Linked DNA regions of Anas platyrhynchos: region 2 is linked to region 1. Evidence: chromatin contacts called from public Hi-C data. All regions are on one chromosome and are shown on one strand. Each heading gives the region's core, a stretch centred on a gene start, on an enhancer-like site or on the middle of the called end of the contact. The rest is flanking DNA. Distances are from core to core; before and after follow the strand shown.

The links. Hi-C and Micro-C count contacts between places; a contact is called where the count stands out from the background.
Region 2: a Hi-C map of subcutaneous adipose tissue shows a contact between it and region 1, with 3 times the contacts expected there. The contact joins the enhancer-like site here to the promoter of FILIP1 in region 1. A contact is called at or near these places in 3 of 8 Hi-C or Micro-C datasets (F1 follicle, skeletal muscle and subcutaneous adipose tissue).

What each region holds. Positions count from the first base shown.
Region 1 is chr3:87,790,133-87,792,869 of IASCAAS_PekinDuck_T2T, forward strand. FILIP1 (filamin A interacting protein 1) reads left to right here and starts at 1,316. Exons shown (of 7, transcript XM_072036266.1): 1 at 1,316-1,823.
Region 2 is chr3:87,841,192-87,843,928 of IASCAAS_PekinDuck_T2T, forward strand. The region is part of intron 2 of FILIP1 (filamin A interacting protein 1); the gene reads left to right. Among named protein-coding and RNA genes, the nearest start is that of FILIP1, 51 kb to the left of the region's middle. Within about 2 kb of position 1,335, at least 2 of the 8 cell types and tissues checked have an H3K27ac peak or open chromatin away from gene starts, as enhancers often do. A contact at or near this core is called in subcutaneous adipose tissue, where this site is marked.

The sequences.
Region 1 (2,737 bases), core at 66-2,565:
AATATCAGTTACTTGACATAGTACCTAGTATTTACTACATCTTTATAAGCTCATTGGGAATGGGAGTCTTCCTTCACTGTTCCTTCCTTGTTTAGAAAATATCACAGCTCAAGCAGAATGTAAGCCTGTCTCATTATGGAGATGGGTTTAGAGTACCAAGGTACAGCTAATACTACAGCTCCATCCCATGAGGGCTTGTGCTCACCCTTTGGCATCTCATATAGTTATGCCCAGTTAGGATCCTACATGTTGAAATCAGCACAAAGAGCACAATACCTCTCTGCTTCCCCCCTACTATCTGCACAGTGACCCAGCATCAACAAAAGGTATTGTTATGATTTGCGTGTATCTCCTGCTTTTGCTCTGAACGGATGACATGTCTCCAGGTACAAATATGGATGCGTGATTTTTTAAATGTTTTTCTACCTTTTTCTTTCCTTTCTTCTTTCTTTCCTGCCTCTTCATCTAACCGTAGGTGAATATTGCAAATTGTCACTGGGGTAAAGCTTTCCAAGAGGCCCATTTTGCATTTCACTCTGAAGCACAGCTCGGGTCTGAACAGAGTTGTTAGGGTAAGAAATAGTCTTTGCCAGAGACATTTACAGGGGCTGTTCTGCCATGAATTGGTAGAACTTCACTCCAGAGTCTGAGACTGCAAAGTCTTTGGAGAACTTTGATATGTGGTGGTTTGTGGGCTGAAAAGCTGCCCAATGGTACTCCTGGTTGGTTGATTTGGAGACATGGCTTGGAATTAGCATCAATTAGATTCAGAAGCAAATGTGGATACACAAAAATGTATGCAACGTATCAAGTGATGTGTTCCTAATACTCCTTCTTGCCTGATTCATATCAAGCAAATCAAGGTTTGTGTGGCTTTCCTTTTCTTCTTCAATGAGAGTTAGAGTCAGAGTAGTGAAGCTCTTGGTCCTGGGGAAAAAGGTTGTATTTGGAATAGACATCACGCTGAAAACTTTCCAGCCTAAACCTTTCATTAATTTCCCTGTGTCATCTTAACAAATTTAAACTCTGTAAAAATTATGCTGCAAGAAGTTCTCCCCACGTGTAATTTTTCCTCAAGTGAAGTGCATACCTTTCAAATTATAAACTTCCTACATGTCCTAGGAAAATCCTCACTGTATAAATAATTGAACTCATCTGCTGTGAACACAAGTATTCTTTCTCTAGTGGTCTAAAATATATGCCTAAATACACATCTTGTTCTTAGTGCTTTAAATAGTAATTACTCCCGTGAAGTCACTGGAAGCCCTTAAAAGGATTTGACGGTTTCCTCGCAATCTTTCAGTGAATGTAGTAGCTGGGCTGTGCAGTGCTACATCCACTGATAATTCAGCAGCTGAGGAACTCAGCAAAGCCTGCTCCAAACTTCTCAGCTGTTGACAGGCTTGACTTGCTGAGAACACTGGTTAAATATAGCACAAGCGAGCTGAGCTCAACAAAGTCATTGCTGTAACACTGTGTGAAGAGACCAGAAGAGGGGAAATACAATCTGAGAACTAAACTGCCAAAGCCTAACACCACCTAGCAACAGTTGAAAAAACTTTTAAACAAAAGTCTGGGTGAGACACAGACAGAGTATACCTCCTACTTCTCCTGCCTGGGATTTCTGCGAGAAGCAACTCAGTCCTCTGTTCTCTACCCTATTTCCTTCATTCCTTCAGCTGCTGGTAGACCTTGAAAAGTGGGAAAAGTTTCTCTCTTTGTGTTCTCCTGGGCTGGATCAGGCTACTGCTGTGGTAGTACTGTGGGACAAGCTACTGCGATCTGGCAGTGTAAAGGATCTATTCCTAAGTTCTTGCTGACAGGTAAGACTGAGCTAACCACTCTAATGAATTCTTTTTACAAGGGAGATTCTTTGCTACTGATTATTGTCTGCTCCCTTCTATGAACAATCTTCTGCATGATTTGCAAACTTCAGTAGATAAAAGCTGGGATAAATGTCTTGGATGTTTAATTTAATGCTTTCATCACAGAAAAACGTTGCTCAAATAACTTTTTCAGTTCTTAGAACAAGCACAATCAAGTAGCTATTATTATTATTAAAAAAAAAAAAAGTGTGTGGATTTTGACATGTATCTTGCTTATATCTGCTCACATGCTGACAGAGGACAAACCAAGATTTAAGAATAGAATACATATCACCCCTTACCAGCGATAGTTTAGCAGCTATTAAAAAACAGTGACAGCCTGTATGATAAGTAAGAGGAAATAGCCGTTCAGTAACTGAATTCACTGCATAGTTTGTGACCTAGCATATTTGTACTTTTTGTGTCCTTAATAACTTTCAGTGCGCGGGCACACCTGGTACCTTTCGTACTACTCCAACAGCTCTTGGTTCTTCCTCTTATACTTATTTATACCGATAGAATATTAATCTGATTGATTGTTTAGCTGCATAATCTGCATAACGCGACTTTCCTAAAAACTGACCTTATGTTTGTTATATCCAAGTGTGCTTGAGCTGGGTCATTTTTTATTTTTTTTAAGTGTTTGTTCCTTTCAGCAAAATTGATGAGAAATAAGTTCTCAGATCTTCTACTTTGATACCACAACAGAAGCCTGTGTATCTGTTTGAATAACCTATGGTTTTGTAATGGTCATATAATTTATGAGAGTAATTGCTCAGTATGATTTGCTTTGTCTAAATTAACAAAAGCTCTTTGGTCAATTGAAGAATGAGTTTCCCTAGGTCTTTTAAACCCATTTTCTTTAAACAAAA
Region 2 (2,737 bases), core at 85-2,584, 51 kb after region 1:
AGAGGTACTATCAATTATAGTAATGAAAAAATCATAGAATGGTTTGGGTTGGAAAGGACCTTAAAGATCATCTAATTCCAACCCCCCTACCATGGGCAGGGACACCTCCCACTAGATCCAGTTGCCAAAAGGCCCACCCAGCCTAGCTTTGAACACCTCCAGGGATGGGGCATCCATAGCTTCTCTGGGCAACCTGTGCCAGTGCTTTACCACCCTCTAAGTAAAGAATTTCTCCTAAATGTCTAACCTAAATCTACTGTTTTTTAGTTTAAAGCTATCACTTTTTGTGATGGTTTTGTGATGGACACTTTTGTGATGGACACAATCATCTATTTGGTAATAAAACTGCTTTAGAATTACGTGTTTTACAAAGTCATTATCCTTAATAAAATGTCAGTATGACTGGACAGCTGTAGGCTGAAAACCACTTCCACAGAGTTTTAACATCCTTCTCTGCTAATGCCTGAACTGCACTCACTAGAGCTAGATCATGTTGTTTAGACTTGGAGGGTCAGCTGGAGAGGAAGGAATACTGGAATAACTGTTTCTGATCCATTAAACATCTTGTCTAGAGGGGAGGGAAGAGGATGAGCAGCTTTTTTTTTTTTTTTTTTTTTTTTTTTTTTTTTTTTTAATTAATGTATTTCTGTACAAAATGTAACAGAAAGTACTGCCCCAGATCAACTTTAAGTTTTGGTCTTGGGATCAGTGTCCTTAACTGATCCTCCTTTGCAATCTTCTTCAAATCATTTTAGTCACCTGATGTCACTTGACTAGGTTTTTATTTGTTTGTTTTTGGTTTTGTTTTTTCATGTACGTAATAAGACTTGTACACTCAGTGCAACAATAATGAGAACATGTATGTCATTTCTCATTTTCCTGGGAAAAGGCTCACTCTGTGGAAGAGAACATGGCCAACCCATTTGTGATAGATGCTAGATGCATGGACTTTCTGCCTTTAAAATATCTGGGATTCTCAGGAGAGCTTGCAGTAAGCATATCTCTTATGTGTCATACTGCTGTCCAGTCCTCTGAGTCACCAGCTGTTAATTTAACATTTCAGTTGTAGCTAAGTCTGTTTTTATTAACTTTGCTGTCCCCGTTGTGTATTTATTAAGTTTGTGTCTCCTATTCTCCAGCTGACAATCAGATAAGCTCTTGAGAGCAAAACTGATTATTTTCCATCCAAAATGAGTTTTAATAAAAGCAAATATAAGCCTTTATATAACAACTGTGAGAACATGGCTATCTGAGAAAGTGTCTTGTTTCTAGGGTTAAAGGCTCCACCTATTGGTTGACTAAAACGAGAGAAATGCAATATTTCAATATAGAAAACGGCTGGTCCTACTGAACATCCTGTGTCTTGCCACATCTTTGCGAAACTGCTGGCTTCAGTGTAGGACTATGCATGAGGTCCAAAGTAAAACGAGCTCAGTGACATATTTCTGAGAGCTGTGCACACGCGGCACTCAAACTGATGCAGGGCTGAGAGATTATTAAGGGAAATCCTTTTCTAAGACAGGAATGGTTTGGATTTTTCAAATGAAGAGCTTCTTACCCTGGAAATGACTGTTTTTCTTTGGAAAATAAAATAAAATAAAATAAAATAAAATAAAATAAAATAAAATAAAATAAAATAAAATAAAATAAAATAAAATCAAATCATAAATTCTTCCAAGCCAGCAAAATTAGTGGAACTGACTGACCCAAGTACAGTTAGAAGGTACCTTCCAGGCATTTGTGGCCTTTGTGTTTAGACAAGACGGGAGCAGAAGTGTTGATGGAGTCAGTTTTATAATGAAAGCCCATTTCCCAAGATTGTCCCAGGCAGTTTCAGCAGTTCAGGCAATACGGCAGTTTGAAAGCTCTGGTATTGTTCCTGGGGACTCAACGGGGAGATGGAGAAGGGACAGGACATCTGAGAGAAGCTTGGAGAAGACAAGAGGAAGGACAGATGTTGAACACAATCAGGGGGATTTTGGAGACAGTGGGAGGCTATGAGGACATTGTGGGCATTGGCAGGAGTCTTCATTCTGCACCTTTTGTTGTCTGCCCTCGCAAAGTCACTTTTCTCTAAGAGCTCGCACCACTTCCCTTGTCTCCTCTGACTATTCCTTTGCTCAAGTAGTTGGCTGTACTGGTAAGTGCTCGCTGTAATGCAACCCTGCTATTCTTGCCCATTCATCAGTCATCAGTAACTTGAATGCGTATCCGTGGAGCACAGAGCACTGGAAAACATTTTGTTGAAGCCAACAAAATGCTTGGACAAGAGAAAGTTGTGTATACAGTTTATTACACATGTATACACGCTTGCTGCTGTTGGTATCCTGCTCTGAGTTATGCAGTCTCTGCAGACGAGGCAGAAGGATTTCCTCTGAACTTTGTCATCCTGACAGCTATGGCCCCAGTGGCACCAGCTTGTCTCTCACTCTGACCTGCTCCACACATGCTCATTCCTGCTAGAAGCCAGCTAGATGACTGCAGAAAGAAATACCTGTTTGGGTTTGCTCCTCTCAGAGAAACACCAAGAGGTACTTACACCAGCATCTTCTAGTACCTACCTGACGTTCAGGTCAGAGCATCTAATTTCAAGTGCTTCAGATCCTCACAGAGTCAATGAAACACTTTCAAAAACCAGTTTGTAGAGCTTGAGTTGCACATCTAATTAAGATGCTTTTAAGTTTCCCATGGACTTCAGCAAATTGGATGGTAATGTAGAAATACATAAACATGGAAG